Regions from separate parts of the Sus scrofa genome. Here all the other regions are linked to region 2. The links are chromatin contacts, called in public Hi-C maps. All regions are on one chromosome and are shown on one strand. The core of a region is the stretch at or near the end of the contact, and the rest is flanking DNA. Distances in the headings are between cores, read along the strand shown.

Region 1 (5,043 bases), core at 262-2,761, 68 kb after region 2:
GCCGGCCACACCCCTGGCAGCTGCCCCGCGCTGTCCCCTCTGCTTGCCCCTACGCTCAGGGAAACCAGGGTGGAGGGCTATAGAGCCTATTTTGGTGGTGGGGGGGAGTCCTAGGAAACAGGGTTCCCCATCTGTCCCTAGGCCTCGGCTCAAGGAGGGGGTGCTGGGGGACCAGGAGAGACTGTGCCCAGTCCAGCCTACCATGGCTCCCAACTCATGGTTCTGAGTCATGGCTGCCTGCCCTCTGGTGACCCCACTCTGCCCGGCCAGGGTGGCACTGGGGAGAAATGTGCCACCCCAAGACCCAGGCCCAGATGCTGGGCCCCTCAGTGGGAGGCTTTCCCCATGCCCATCCTGCATCCAAAATCAGTCCCTGCACCCAGACCCGCCTTCTCCCTCTGCCCTGCCTCCTGCCCTCAACGTGGGGTTCCCACAAAGGTAAGCACTCACCCCACTGCAAGAAGTCGGCCACATACTTCTCCTGGGCCAGGTCGGAGGCGCCCAACTCCTGGTGGACACCCAGGAGAAGGTCAAGCAGGGGCTCCAGCCCCAGGAAGCCGGGGTCCAGCACCAGCTGCTGAAGCCGCCTCAGCCGCACCTCGGCTGACATGACGGGCAGGCAGCACCATGGCCCCCTCCCCGGGCGGGGGGCTCAAGGTCCTCCTGTCATGGGGCCTGGAAGGCCCCGTCCAGACCCTGGGGCCCTGGCCGCATGTCTGCCTGTCCCTGGCTGTCCCCTGGGCCTCTCTGGCCACTTCTCTCTGCTGGCTGCTAAGGCCTCCTCCCCTTCTCCCCACCCCTTGGTCCAGCCCCCTCTAGCCTCCCAGCCTTAACCCCTCACAAGCCAGGCCCCCCCAACTCCCTCCTTCCAGGCCCCTCGGAATGCTTCAGTGTCAGATGGGGGGGGGGGTTAGAGAATCTCAACCCTCAAACTCCCCTCCGCCAGAAAAGGCGGAGCCCAGTGGAATACCATACAGATGCCAAGGATGAGCCCTCCCATTTCCCAGAGGGGACCAATTGAGGCTCAGAGTGATCTGGTGACACCCCTCCCAAGCTCTGGAGTTGGGAGGGAAGAAAAAGGGTTGAGGCCTGGGGAAGGGAGGCAGGAGGCCAGGGCAGCTTTGCGGGTGACTCAGCCAGGGATTCAGACTTTGGGACGGTTTAAATTTAGCCCTCAGGCCCTCTGCTTTACGCTGACTTTTTTTTGGCAGGAGGTGGGGAAGGGGTGGTGAGAGAATCGGGAAGGGAGGCCCTCAGGAGCCAGGACCAGGGGTGATCAACTGGACAAAGCCTGGGGGAGGCAAAGGAGCCCCCAAAATAGCTCCTTGGACTCTGGCCGCACAGCCACATTCCTGCCCAGGCTAGGATTAGAAACAGAAACATTTCGGGGGGTGGAGGGCGGAGCGGGGAGACACCAGTCCCTGAGGCTCCGGAGAGCCAGCCAGGAGGGATTTTCATTGTCCCTTCCAGAGTGGACAGTTTTCCCGAAGGGAACCATGGTCTCTGGCTGGCCCTGGAGACCTGGGCTTGGCCAAGGCTGGTGCCTGCCGCGCTCACTCTGGGCACCACGGGAGCTGTCTGAAGGACCCTGTCTGGGTAGGCCCCCGTGCTATCTCATTCGCACACTTGGCACCAACTTTTAAAGCTAAGGACGACTTTGAAGGGAGGACGGGGGGCAGGGACGCCTGTCTCTATCCAAAGGGCCTTGTCTGGGGGTGGCCAGGGACAAATGGACCAGCCGAGTGCCTGGTGCGTGTCCCTCCTCTGGCCTTCAGTGTTTCCTGCCATCAAAAGGGGGTGGGGGGAGGAGGGGCCGGGCCTAGGCTCTTCCTCTGGATACAGTGGGTTGATTCTAGAACTGCTGCGAAAGCACACACACACTTCCTCCGCGCCTCTGCAGAAGGGAACAGAGACGCTGTGAAAACAGGGAACTTTAGTATAAATAAGAGGTTCTGGGGGAGGGGGTGCCCCCAAGGGGCTTCCATAATTTAACACTCTTCAAAAGCACAAACAACAGCAGGGGCGGGGACCAGGGGAGGAGTAGGCCACCCCCTGCCCTGCCCACAGACCGAGGGGCACACTGCAGAGCTGGGGCTCTCGTGGATGGGGAGCTTCTCTCCCAGGAGTGACCAGTCACATGCTGGGGACAGGGATGAGGCTAACACTGATGTTTCAGAGGAAGGGGTCATTGTACTTGGCAGTGGGTGGGGACAAGGCTGAGGCCACATGGGTCACTACATTCCCCCCAGTGTCTGGGCCAGGCTGAGGGACCCTTTGCCCCCCATATTTGTGCAGAGTGGGGGACTGGAGCAGTCCATCCGTCATGGTTAGTCTTGTTAACACGTTGATCCATGAGGTCAGCGGGGAGGGTTACAGCTAGGAGGCTGGGGGCGTGGGGTAAGCGCCTCCCCGACATCCACGGCTTCACACCACTGTGCCGCTGGGGGAGTTGCCTGGTTGGGAAGAGATGCCCTGGGGGAGATGAGAGGGGAGACGGGGAGTTAGAGACCACATGGGCCGGGCTCTCGACAGTCCCCAGGGGAGGGAGCTGCCACCCTGGCCTTGCTCTTCAGTCTGCCCTGGAACCCCCCAGACAGAAGCCGCTGCTCTAGGCCTGGGAACTTACATCTCAGTGCCAGCAGGCGGCACTTTTATACAATAATTAAAGCCTTTGGGTGATCCTGAGCAGAGAGGATGGGGGAGAGGGGAGGCAGGGAGGAGAGGGGGGAACGGAGGTCCTTTTCTGACTGGGGGGGGCGCTGAGATTCTGGGGGGGGAGAACTTAGGGACAGTCCTACCTCTACCACTGACTTGCTGGGTGACCTGGGCCAACTTCCTTCCCCTGTCTGGGCCTCCGTCTCCTCGTCTGTGAACTAGGGAGACAGAGGGGTCACTTTCAGGATTTACCACATTCCCCAAATGCCAAAGGCCCTGCCTTGGAGATTGTGCTTTAAGTTCTAGGGATTCAGGAGCCTATAATCCCGAAACTACTCTTCCAGGGAACCAAGGCACAGCCCTCGGATCTGGCATCCTGGGCCCCTGAGCCCAAACCCTGAGGAGATATCTGAGACCACAGTTCCAAAGTCAAAAGGCGTGAGGTCCATACCTTACCTAATGGGACCTTTTTGAACCCCACAGCCACCCCAGAAAATGGGCACATCCGCCCACTACCCATCTTCAAGTTTCCCAAAGAAGTGACAAAGGTCATAAAGAGGTGGCGACGTGCTCAAGGCCACAGAGGGAGCAGAAGTACCAGTCTGGGCCCTGAGGCTGAATTCCACAGCTCATGCCTCCAGCAGTGGACTCGGATCCCAAGAGGCTGAGACTCGGTCTGGAAGCCAGACCCACAGGTGCAATCCTGCCCACAGAGCTTGACCCACAGTATTAAAAAAAAAAAATGTCACCATTCCGCTAAGAGCCAGCCAGGCTGGGCCCACAGGAAGCCCTGCCAGTAGCTGGCCATGGTCTCCACCACTCCCAGGAGTCCCTTACACTGGATCCACTCTCTGCTGACCATGGCTTGCCAAGCATTCTAGAAGGTACTCTGAGACGTCTGGTTCTGGGACACTCAAGTTTCCCTCACCCCACAGGGCTGGAGGCTGCCACGCCAACAGACCCCTCCGCCGGCGCCCGCCTCTGCCTGGGTCCCGGGTCGGCGGGGATGACTCACCGCCTTGCCCGGCCGGGCCCAGGTGCAGATGAGGCCCTCCTGGCAGGCGGTGATGATGCAGTCCTCCAGGAAGAGGAGGACCGTGAGCCGCTCCTGGGCGATCTTCTTGCACACCAGCGGCTCGAGCAGCGGCACCTCGTGGATGCGAGGGCACAGCGCCGTGCCCAGCACCTTGGCCGGGTCCAGCCGGCTGCGGGGGGCGGGGCCGCTGGGCTTGTCCCCGCCGCCCCCGCCGCCGCCGCCCCGGCTGATGTTGCCCAGGCTGTGGTAGCGCTTGTGCTCTTTCTCCGCCCCGCGGTCCCGCCGCTCCTGCAGCGTGAGCGTGGCAAAGCGGCCGATGCTGAAGGGCGTGCCCGGCTCGGCCGCCGTGCCTGGGCCGCCCGCCTTGCCGCTGCCCGCCGGGTGTGGGAGGCTGTTGGACCGGGACAGCGAGCGGGGCAGGGGGCCGGGGCCCGGCTCGCCAGCCCGCGAGCCGCTGGCGGCAGGTGGTGTGGTGCCAGGCGTGCCGGGGAGGGTGCGGGTGCGCGCCAGGGGAGGGTGGGGGTAGAGCACGTCTTCGGTGAGGTCCCACAGGCAGAACTGCGTGTCCTGGCCGGCCGAGCCGAAGCGGTAGGTGATGGAGCCCGCCTTGGGCAGCGGGGACAAGGGGGCGCCCCCGCCCGGGCCGGCGGCCTCGGGCTCCTCCTCCTCCTCGCCGCTCCGTTCCCCGTCGCCCCCGGCCGCCGTGGCCTCCTCGGCCCGCGTGGTATAGGGGTCGAAGGCCACCGCGTTGACCCAGGACTTGTGGCCGTGGCCTCGCGCCACCACGCGGCCCTCGGTGAAGGACCACACGGTGACCAGGTCGTCTTCACCACCTGTCACGACGTAGCGCCCGTCGGGGCTCCAGCACACACAGAGCAGGCCCCCAAAGTAGCTCTTCATGAGCCCACGCAGGAGCATGGAGTCGAAGTGAAAGACGCGCAGGCAGCCGTCCTGGCTGACGCAGGCCAGGTGCCGGCCGTCGGGCGAGAAGGCAAACTCGTTGAGGGGCCCCTCGCCCACCGCCCACTTGGCCAGGGGGTTGCGCGGCGCCTTGCTCTTGGCGGCGTAGACGGCGAAGCCCTCGCCCTGCTTCAGCAGGCTGTACTGCGGCGGGGCCGAGGCGCAGGGGTGGCTGACGTTGTACAGGTACAGGTGGCCGCTGGCGTGCGACGCCAGGAAGAGGCTCTCTGACTCGGGCAGCCACTTCAGATATGTCACCTTGGTCTTGTCGATCAGCCGCTGTCGGGGAGACGGTGGGGGTTGGGAGAAGGCAATCGTCCCTGGCTCCCCTCCTCCCCAGTCCACTTCCCTGGGGAAGGTCACCCCAGGTGGCCAGCGAAGGGACTGAAGGA
Region 2 (4,639 bases), core at 262-2,761:
CTCTGGCGTCATCTCACTCTTGGGCTTGTTGAGGAGGCTCCTGAGTGGGCAAGTATGGAACTCATAGGTGACAGGGCCTGGAGCCAGAGCCTGGGTGGTCATGCCCTCTCGCTCACTGTCTCCCCAACACACCCACCCTCCGGCTCAGTCCTCTCTCTTAGCATCACCACACAGCTGCCTAATAGACAGTTCCAAGCTTGCACGTCCTAGGCTGAACACCAGGCCCCGCGGTACCCCCAAACTTAATCTACCTACAGCTGCCTTCGTCTCCATCCATGGCAACTCCATCTTGCTATGTCTTTGAGCAAAACCTCTAACGTCAACTTGACTCTTCTTACTCTCACATCCTACATTCAATCTGCTGGCAAATCCCATCATCCCTGCCTCTCAAATATATCGGAATCTGACCACTTCTCACCATGGCTTAACCTCCATCGACTCTCTCCTAGAGCCGTAATGGTCTCCCTACCTCCACCCATGCTCTCCAAGTTTGCTCTTCACAGAGCAGTCTCTGGTTGGTGCCAAGGTCCAAGTCATATCATCTCACTCTGCGAAACTCTCTTGAGGCTCCTATCTCAATGTAGAAAGTAAAAACCCTTTATCCGCTGCCTTCTCTCACTCCGTTCCATCCAGAGGGGTGTCTTGGAAGATTTTCAGCAACTTTCTTCTTAGGCTTCTGCATTTGCTTTTCCCCCTTTACCTGGATACGTCCCTAAATATCTTTGTGCGCTCACTTTCTCCAGCTTTCTGCTCCAGTTGCTCCCTTCTTCATGTGTCCTGTCTCTCAAAACTGGCATTCCACATTGTTTTACCCTGCTCTACTGTTTCTTCATTCATAGCCCCGGTCACCTAACACACCATATATTTTACCTTTACATTTATTGCCTGGCTCAACCCAACCCATAAAATGCAAAATGGAATTTTTTCCCTTGGGGGAGTGGGGTAATTCACTAACATATTCTGTGTCTAAAGAAGCCTGACATATGAACACTCAATAAATAATTGTTGCATGAATACGTAAGTAAAATCCTTCCGATAACTCGAGACCCATGATAACGACGAATAAGGTCAAAAGGCTAACCGTCTCCAGCTCAAATTACCCTGATAAGATCCTCACTTCAAATCGTTCTTCCCCACATGTCCGTACTCCCCTCTCCCAGGTTCCATTTTCGTACATCGCTTCCCCTTAACATTCGCTTCAGTAAGACTAATTATTTGGGAAAGCCCAGCCCGTTATCTGATAAAGCTGCTCCTGCTCCTAAAGTCAGGATCCGAAAAAGGCCCCACATCTGTTCTCAAACTCATCGGTAACGTACGCCACTTTACCCCGAAAATGTTTGCTTCCGCCCCAGGCTCTGCCCACCCCCTTCCACCGGCAAGTGGCCAGATTTACACCCTCAACCCACTCCTGCCACCTAAGCCTAGCCCGGCCTCACATGGCGGTGGCAGTAGTTGTCGCGACCGCGCACTCCAGTCACCACCGTCTCCGCGTTGCTTCTTCGCCCTCTGAAAGGAGCGAGAAGGGCGGGACTTCCGCTTCCTGAGGCCCACTTCCGTGGGCGCTTGCGCAAACACAGCTAGTGGGTGGGGCGTGGCCTGTTGCCATAGCGATCTCTGCTCGCCACAGGCGGCTGTAGGGTAAAACTCTTACGTACTACTTTGAGGCCATTCAGGACTGTACCGGGCAGATATTGACGATGGAGAGGAAGAGAAAGCAGGACTTATTCAAACCATTTCGTTGTAGAACCGCACAGGTTGAAGGAGGGAAAGGACAAGCCATTTCCAAATGCCCGCCGGCCCTGCCTTCGGGGGCGCGGCATCCACGAAGCCAATCGGCTCCTCGCTTCAGGGATGGATACCTCCTCTTCTACTTAGGGGACCGTCCGTTTATGTGTTTGTTAATCCTTTGGACTTGGAATAACCAATCCTTTGCTTACATCCGGGAGGGGCGTGGACCCGCGCCCAGGAGGTCGGCTGTTTTCTAGGATCAAATGCTTCTCATTGGCTTCCCCTCTTCCGCTGAGGCGGTGCCTACCTCTTTCGCGCTCCCTTTTGGGTTGTGCAACCCTCAGGGGAACCAACCCTTAAGCTTCAGGGAGACAGGGAGGCGTGTCCTCAGTACGAAAGTCCCCATTGGCTTTACTGCTTGCTGAAGGGTGGGTTGGTGCAGCCGCTCTTGTTGCTTATTGGTCCGGTGATTCCATGGGGTGGGACTTGGCTGGCCTAAACTCCATCCGCAGTCCCCGACCGGTTTCAGGGCGAAGCTGCCATGCGTTCAGGGGGCCGCGGGCGGCCCCGGCTACGGCTTGGGGAACGCGGCCTTTTGGAGCCACCCTCACCGCCCAAGCGCCGCCTGCTACCGCGGGCGCAGCTGTTGCCCCTGCTGTTGCTGGCGCTGGCGGTGGCCTCGGTGTTCTATACCATTTGGAGCGGCTGGCACCGCCAGACTGAGGAGCTGCCTCTGGGCCGGGAGATGCGGGTGAGGCCGGACGGGGACAGGGGAGCCCTTATTCCCCGCCTCCCCCTCCTCAAAGTCTCAGGTTGACGTGGCTTTATCGTTATCGTGGGGCCCTAGCCGCAGGTGCCGCGATCTTCGTCGTTAGAGCGCATGCCCCTTTCCAATGCAATGAGGCTTCGGGCTTTTTCTATAATAGCGGTTGCACCGTAAGAGGAAGGGTCTGGAGTAGTAAGCCTGGGAGTTCTGGGTTCTAATCCTAAAGTCAGCTGTTTGGAAGTCTCTTCCTCTCGTTGGGCTTCGATTTCTCCCATCAGGATTGCGGTGGGCTATACCGGATGGGCTTGGGTAGACTTTCCCGAGTCTAGGATTTATCCTAGAAACCTCTGATGCTGGAATCTGCCATTAGGAAGAGGAGCCGGGGCTTTTTAGGGATGACAGCCCCCGGGGTAGAGTTGAAATGAGGGTGCTTTTCACGCTCTGCTCTTCTCTTTCCCACCTCTTTCCCAAGGGTCCGGGGCTCGGAAGCCTCCCCGAAGCCGGGCTTCGGAGGGTGGTGGGGCGACTGGACCCGCACCGTCTCTGGCACACTTATCTGCGCCCCCTGCTGGTTGTGCGGACCCCGGGCAGTCCGGGCAATCTCCAAGTCAGAAAGGTAAAGGGCCCCACCTCCAATCCCTGACCCCGCAGCCACCAAGGAATGGGAAATAGATATTCTGCCCAAGAGCTGAAGCTCGGTCAGACTCTAGAGTTCTCTCTTGGTAACCCCAGGACTGTACTGCCCCCACCAAAAGTATGCTAAGCATAAGCATCGGGCCTGTGAGGTGGGTACCAACTTGATCTTCATAATGTAGATGGGGAAACTGAGGCTCAGAAGAGTTAGGCATTTTGCCCAAATCCCACAGTTAATAAATGGTATACCTAGGGTTTCAACCCAAAAGAGTTGGCTCCCGAACTGGTGCTGTAACATCTCTATATTGCCTCCCAGCAAGCACTGAAAGTCATTTGAACACTGCCTGAGTTCAAATCCACCTCAGCCACTTGGAGTGTGACCTTGGACTAGTTTCTTAACTTCTCTGAGCCTCAGTTTCCTCATCTGCAAAATGGAACCATTGACTCTCCCTCCTCCATAGGGTTCCTGGAACTGGGCTTGGCACAGAGTGCTCTTTGAAGGGTGAGCTGTGATTAGTCTTGGCATCATGAGGCAGAGTCGCTTCATGCCTGGCACTTAGTAGGTACCCAGCAGAAGTATATCAAGAGAGCCATTAAACCAAAGTGCGATTTGTGAGTTAACCTGATGGCTCTGCATGGTTCAGGTCACACGGCCCTTCTTCCAACCTCCTCCCCAGTCCCCACCCACCCTCCCACCTTTCTCTCGCCACTAGTTCCTGGAGGCCACGCTGAGGACCCTAAGGGCAGGCTGGCATGTGGAACTAGACCCCTTCACAGCCTCGACACCCCTGGGGCCACTGGACTTTGGCAATGTGGTGGCCACACTGGACCCAGGGGCTGCCCGTCACCTCACCCTCGCCTGTCATTACGACTCCAAGCTCTTCCCATCTGGGTCAGCGCCCTTTGTGGGGGCCACGGATTCCGCTGTGCCTTGCGCTCTGCTACTGGAGCTGGCCCAGGCCCTCGACCTGGAGCTGAGCAGAGCCAAGGAGCAGGTAAGGAGCGGCGGTGGTAGGGTGGGGGTGGGTGCAATGGGGCTCCTCTACCTCGGTCCATGCCACCACCTCTCTTGCCTGGTCTCATCTTCCTCCACTCCATACCAGAGCCGCAGGGGCTTTCTAATTCCTGGAGGTCAGATCCTGTCCCTTCTCTGATCCAAACCCTCCCATGGCTCCCACTTTGATCCATGCATAAACCAGGTCCTTCTGTTAGCCCCTATCACCTCTTTGGTCTCATTTCCTACTCCTCGCCCCTCCATCATTCGGCTCTCCTCCCACCTCCTCCGTGTCTCCGTGTCCGTGTCCCTCAAGCCCACAGAATTCACACCCGCCCCTGGCATTTGCACTTGATGTTTCCTCTGCCTAGAATGTGCTTTCTCAGGTATCTTCTTGGCCGGCTCCCACCCTTCATTCAGGTGTCCACTCTGATGTCACCTCCTCAAAGAGACCTTCCCAGCCACCCTAACATAGCTTCCTGTCACTGTCCTAAGCCTCATGGTGCTTTGTGTTGATT
Region 3 (4,416 bases), core at 1,133-3,632, 97 kb after region 2:
GAGCAGAGGGAGGGACAGGGGTTGTGGGAGAACAGTGTCTTAATGGCTTCCATTCATGAGTCAGGGACCATGCTGGGCACTTGAGGGCAATGTTGGAGTCTCACAATCATACATCTGAGGCGCAATTATGCCCATTCCCCACATGAGGAAACTGTGGCTTGGAATAGTTGAGGTCATGAGGTCTCACAGTCTGGTAGCACAGCCAGGACTTAAAAACTTAGCTGGCCTGACTTCAAAGCACGTATGGCCTAACCCTCCCTGGCGCGCAAACCCTTTGGCAGCAGTCTTGGGTGTGGTGGGGGACATGGCTGAACTGGGAAGGGTAAGAAGTGAGACTTTCACCAGGGCTTTTCAGTAAGGGACCCTGAAGCTCCTCAGTGCTGGGTAATATTGGGGAAGAGCTGGATGTGAATTTCGACTAGATTCTAGGATCTGAGGTAGGAAGTGACTAGAGATAAAGTTTGGAGAGGGAGAAGAGGTTGAATTCTTGTTTTTTTTTTTTTTTTTTTTTGCTTTTTAGGGCCGCACCCAAGGCATATGGAAAGGTTCCCGGGCTAGGGGTTCAATCAGAGCTGTAGCGCTGGCCTGCACCAGAGCCACAGCAATGTGGGATCCAAGCCATGTCTGTTACCTATACCACAGTTCATGTCAACGCTTGATCCTTAACCCACTGAGCGAGGCCAGGGATCGAACCCAAAACCTCACTGTTTCCAGTTGGATTCGTTTCCGCTGCACCACGACGGAACTCTGGGGTTGAATTCTATAGGGCCTGTAAGAGAAGAATGAACCTTCTTCTCCTGAGGGCACTGGTGAGCCATGGCAGGCTCTGAGCACAGGAGGGATAGGGGTCAGTGTTTTGGTTCAGTGAGACCTGTTACTTCCCAAACTCATCTTCTCTCACACCCTCTTCCTCCCTTGGTTCCAGTCGCACCAGCCTCCTTGCTGTCCCTCAAACACAAGTTTTGAAGCCTTTATGCTCGCTGTGTTCCATACCCCAGACTCTTCCTCCAGTTACCTGCAAGGTGTGCTCCCTCACCACCCTCAGGCCCCTGATCAAATGTCATTATCTGCGAGAGGCCCTCCCTGACCTCACACCACGTAACCCGCTCGCCCTATCCTCAGTACTCTGCCTTGTTGCTCACCTTAGCTCTTATCATAACCTTATAATTTACTATATATAGTCTACTCGCCCACTACAGAGTCAGCGTCATGAGGATGTGATGGGGTGTCGAGAAGGGTGTTATGACTTCAGATAAGTGACCTTGGCAAACAGACAACAGGGCCTCAGGAGTCAAATCGCTTGTGCTGAAATCCTGGCTCTGTCACATCCTAGCTGTGTTATTTTGGATACAGGACCTAATTTCTCTCAATTTCCTCTCATGCAAAATGGGAATAGAAGATGCACTGATCTCAGCTGCGAGAACCAGATGTTGATGTGTGAAGTGGTGGCACAATGTCTGCTAAGTAAATGCTGGCTTTTAGTATTTACGGCCTGACTTCTAGTCTGAGTCAGATGCCTCCAGAGTAGTCGCTGGTTCTCCCCTTACTGAGGAGACCCCAGACCTGAGGAAGGGCCTTGGCTGGGGCCTCTCCCTACCTGGGTCCAATCCCCTCCCCACTCCAGGGCCCCACTCTCACAGGCTGAGGTCACATTTGATGCTGGTCTGCAGCAGGTAGGCCTTGGCGTTCTGCACAGCCAGCTCCCGAGGTTCCGGCTCAGGCGCCTCTATGTTGAAGGGCATGAATCCCAGCTCAGAGGGGGAGAACTGGAGGGCAGGGTCATCCCTGATGTAGGGCCCATGCTGGGCACCCTGGCTGAACTGCAGGTCTTCTCTCTGGTACATGGTGAACTGGCCCAAGAGGTCAGCCCGAGGCTCCTGATAGGCAGCCTCCACTTGCTGGAAGAGGCTGCCTTTGCCCTGACGTAGCTGCTGCAGCATTAGACTGGCGTTGTGAGCCCAGAGCCCGTCTTCACTCGGGTAAGTGCGGGGCTGTTCCTCGGAGGGGAAGCCCGTATTTGGGGAAAGGTACTCTACTTCGCCCAGCTGGGCTTCCTCAGCCTGGAACAAGGCGTTCTCATTTGGAGGCAGGCTGGCCCCTTGTGACCAGCCCTGGAGGTTCATCGGGTTCGACGGGATCTCCTGACTGCTGCGCAGGATCCGCGTGTCAAGCGGTATCTGCTGCACCTCATCTGAGGCTGAGGGCCTAGAGGGTTCCCGACTGCGTCGCCGCCGCTGCTCGGAGACCTGAGAATCCCGATGGCTGGAGCTTGGCTGGGGCGGGGGCTCGGGGTCGGGGGGTGGGTCCCCCATAGTTTAAACGGGACCGTGGACCTCTGGGAGGAAGGCCCGCAGCTAGGCCAGACCAGTCGCCCGCCGTATAGGTGTACCTCCGACCCTGACAGCCGCAGAGACGCCGGTTGCCAAGGAGGGAGGGGCGGGCGGTTACCAGGGGAGGGCGCGCGGGGAAGCGGGGCGAGGAGCGGCCCTCTGCGCAGGCGCAGTCCCAGGCCTGCGCGGCCTCCCTTCTTGCAGGAGGCTCCTGGGCGCGCCCACGAGCTGCTGCAGTCCCACAGCTGACCTGACGGCAGAGACAGGGCCTGCACCCATGCCCAAACCAGCGATCTTCCTTTTTTAATTTTTCGAGGCAAAGCCCGGCTGGCCAAGCCCCGCCCCGCCGCCCTTCCTGAGCTCCCAGTCCCACTCCCCCTCCCCCTCCCCACCAAGCCCTTCCCCTTGGTCAGCTGTTCCCCTTGGTCTCCGGTTCCCCGGCTTCCTCGGCGGCGGGGCTGGGGGTCTTAACGATGTCTTCTAGGGCAGGGGTGAGGGTCTGGGGGCTCCGCTCCTCCTTTGAAATCAATCCAATGGCGGCTTCCTAGTGACCGGAGAAGTGGGAGCTGGTCAAAGATGGCCTTACCCTTCCTGCCCCCTCCCCGCCTTGGGCACTCGGCACAGACACGTCAGCCCGGATCCCTGGTGTTTCTCGTGCTCGAAGGTTGTTATCCCTACCTTAGGCAGGGGTCCCTCAAGACTAGAGTCCAGCAGCGCAGCCTCGGTCAGCCCCGAATCGTCATCCATGCTGATGAAGATGGCTGGGGTCTCGCACTCCGGGCCCTCCTCCCGGAAGTCAATGGCTTCCTCTGGCTGGGGAGGGCCTGGCCGGGCCGAGGAAGAGGATGATGACGAGGAGGGGGCTCCCACTCCCCCAGGCTTCAGTTTCTGTTCCTCCTCCAGCTGCCGCTTTAAGGCCTTCTCCTGGGCCAGCCGCAGGCCGATGAGGTCTTGAGGGGGTCGGGGGGCCGGGGGCGGTGCCAGGGCCAGGGGCTCTAAGTCGTCCTGGGGGTGGGGAGGGACACACAGCAGCTCAGGATGGGTGGGACCGAGGACCCAGGCTGCTCTCAAGAGGATGGTGGGAAAGAAGCCAGAAACCATCCTGAGGCAGACACTAGGGCAGGCGCGGGGAGTAAGGGGCAGCTGTCTGCCGGCCCCAGTCCCTTTCAGGAGGCGCCTCCGCAGAGAGGGCTGGAGTGGGCCGGAGGGGCTGGGGCCTTTCTGGCTCGGGGAAGGGGCTGCAGGCCCTCACCTCTTCCAGGGGCCCGGCAGGCGCTTCCTTAGTCTCTGGCTCCTGCTTGCCGCTGGCTTCCAGAATGGTCATGATGGAGTTGGGGATGTGTGCTTGCTAGGGAAAGAACAGAATGGGGGCGCTGTGGGCAGCTGTGACCCATAGACAGCGCCCCCCATCTTTGGTGTCCTTGACCCTCCAGAGCCCCAGTCCTTTGTGGAAATACTGGGTGCCCCTCTGCCCACCCCACCCAGTCCCCCAGGGCCAGACCCAGGGGGCCACCCACCTCACACCCTAGGGTACCTGGTGGGGGGTGAAGGAGCGGACATGAGCCAGAAGGGGCTCCCGGAGCTCGGGGCACTTGTCAAAGACGGCACCCAACTGCTGGGGTGGGAGCTGCAGGATGACCTGGAAGCTCTGGGGCTTGGTGCGTTGACAGCACTTGATGAAGCCCTCCCATACCTTGGGATACTTCCACACCTGGACCAGGCAGGGAGGGAGCACTCGTGAGGGCGCCTGCAGGCAGCTAGCCACCCCCAGAAACTGGGAGCAAAACCATGCCAAGATGGCACCACCTCAGTTCATTCTCACAGCCACCACAGGAGGGCGAAATTAGCCGTGCCAAACACATGAAGCCCAGGGAGACGCTGGGACTTGCCCAGGGTCGCCCAGGGAAGGTACCAAGGGGCAGAACTGACATCTGAACCCAGGCCTGTCTGAATCGGCACTTAACCTCTATGGATTAGAGGCAGCAAAGCCAGATGTTGCAAAGTGGCAACCTGTGGGCTGAATCCAGTCTGAAGACTTGTGGATGGGATTTGTTTCATGGTGGTATTTCTAAAAATCATTTCTAAC

Evidence for each region. A called contact is a pair of places that touch in the nucleus more often than the background predicts.
Region 1: a Hi-C map of heart right ventricle shows a contact between it and region 2, with 7 times the contacts expected there. The contact joins the promoter of DMPK here to the promoter of SNRPD2 in region 2. A contact is called at or near these places in 11 of 47 Hi-C or Micro-C datasets (blood, embryonic fibroblasts, fetal heart ventricle and 5 more) and 1 of 2 datasets of contacts at active chromatin or transcription factors (skeletal muscle).
Region 3: a contact with region 2 is called in a Hi-C map of fetal skeletal muscle, with 2.6 times the contacts expected there. The contact joins the promoter of RSPH6A here to the promoter of SNRPD2 in region 2. A contact is called at or near these places in 10 of 47 Hi-C or Micro-C datasets (blood, embryonic fibroblasts, epiblast stem cells and 6 more) and 1 of 2 datasets of contacts at active chromatin or transcription factors (skeletal muscle).

What each region holds. Positions count from the first base shown.
Region 1 is chr6:52,109,311-52,114,353 of Sscrofa11.1, forward strand. It overlaps DMPK (myotonin-protein kinase), which reads right to left and starts at 1,512. Exons shown (of 14, transcript XR_002344695.1): 1 at 451-1,512. It overlaps DMWD (dystrophia myotonica WD repeat-containing protein), which reads right to left. Exons shown (of 6, transcript XM_021094582.1): 4 at 3,671-4,930; 5 at 2,799-2,873; 6 at 1,915-2,472. The coding sequence ends at 2,425. It overlaps LOC110261014 (a long non-coding RNA gene), which reads left to right and starts at 1,469. Exons shown (of 2, transcript XR_002344699.1): 1 at 1,469-1,596; 2 at 3,139-3,402.
Region 2 is chr6:52,040,963-52,045,601 of Sscrofa11.1, forward strand. SNRPD2 (small nuclear ribonucleoprotein D2 polypeptide) reads right to left here and starts at 1,512. Exons shown (of 3, transcript NM_001243653.2): 1 at 1,437-1,512; 2 at 1-40. The coding sequence starts at 1,438. QPCTL (glutaminyl-peptide cyclotransferase like) reads left to right here and starts at 2,240. Exons shown (of 7, transcript NM_001243636.1): 1 at 2,240-2,479; 2 at 2,967-3,110; 3 at 3,841-4,122. The coding sequence starts at 2,270.
Region 3 is chr6:52,136,801-52,141,216 of Sscrofa11.1, forward strand. RSPH6A (radial spoke head protein 6 homolog A) reads right to left here and starts at 2,383. Exons shown (of 5, transcript XM_021094594.1): 1 at 1,639-2,383. The coding sequence starts at 2,312. SYMPK (symplekin) reads right to left here. Exons shown (of 27, transcript XM_005664608.3): 24 at 3,865-4,041; 25 at 3,583-3,678; 26 at 3,009-3,335; 27 at 1-2,874. The coding sequence ends at 2,740.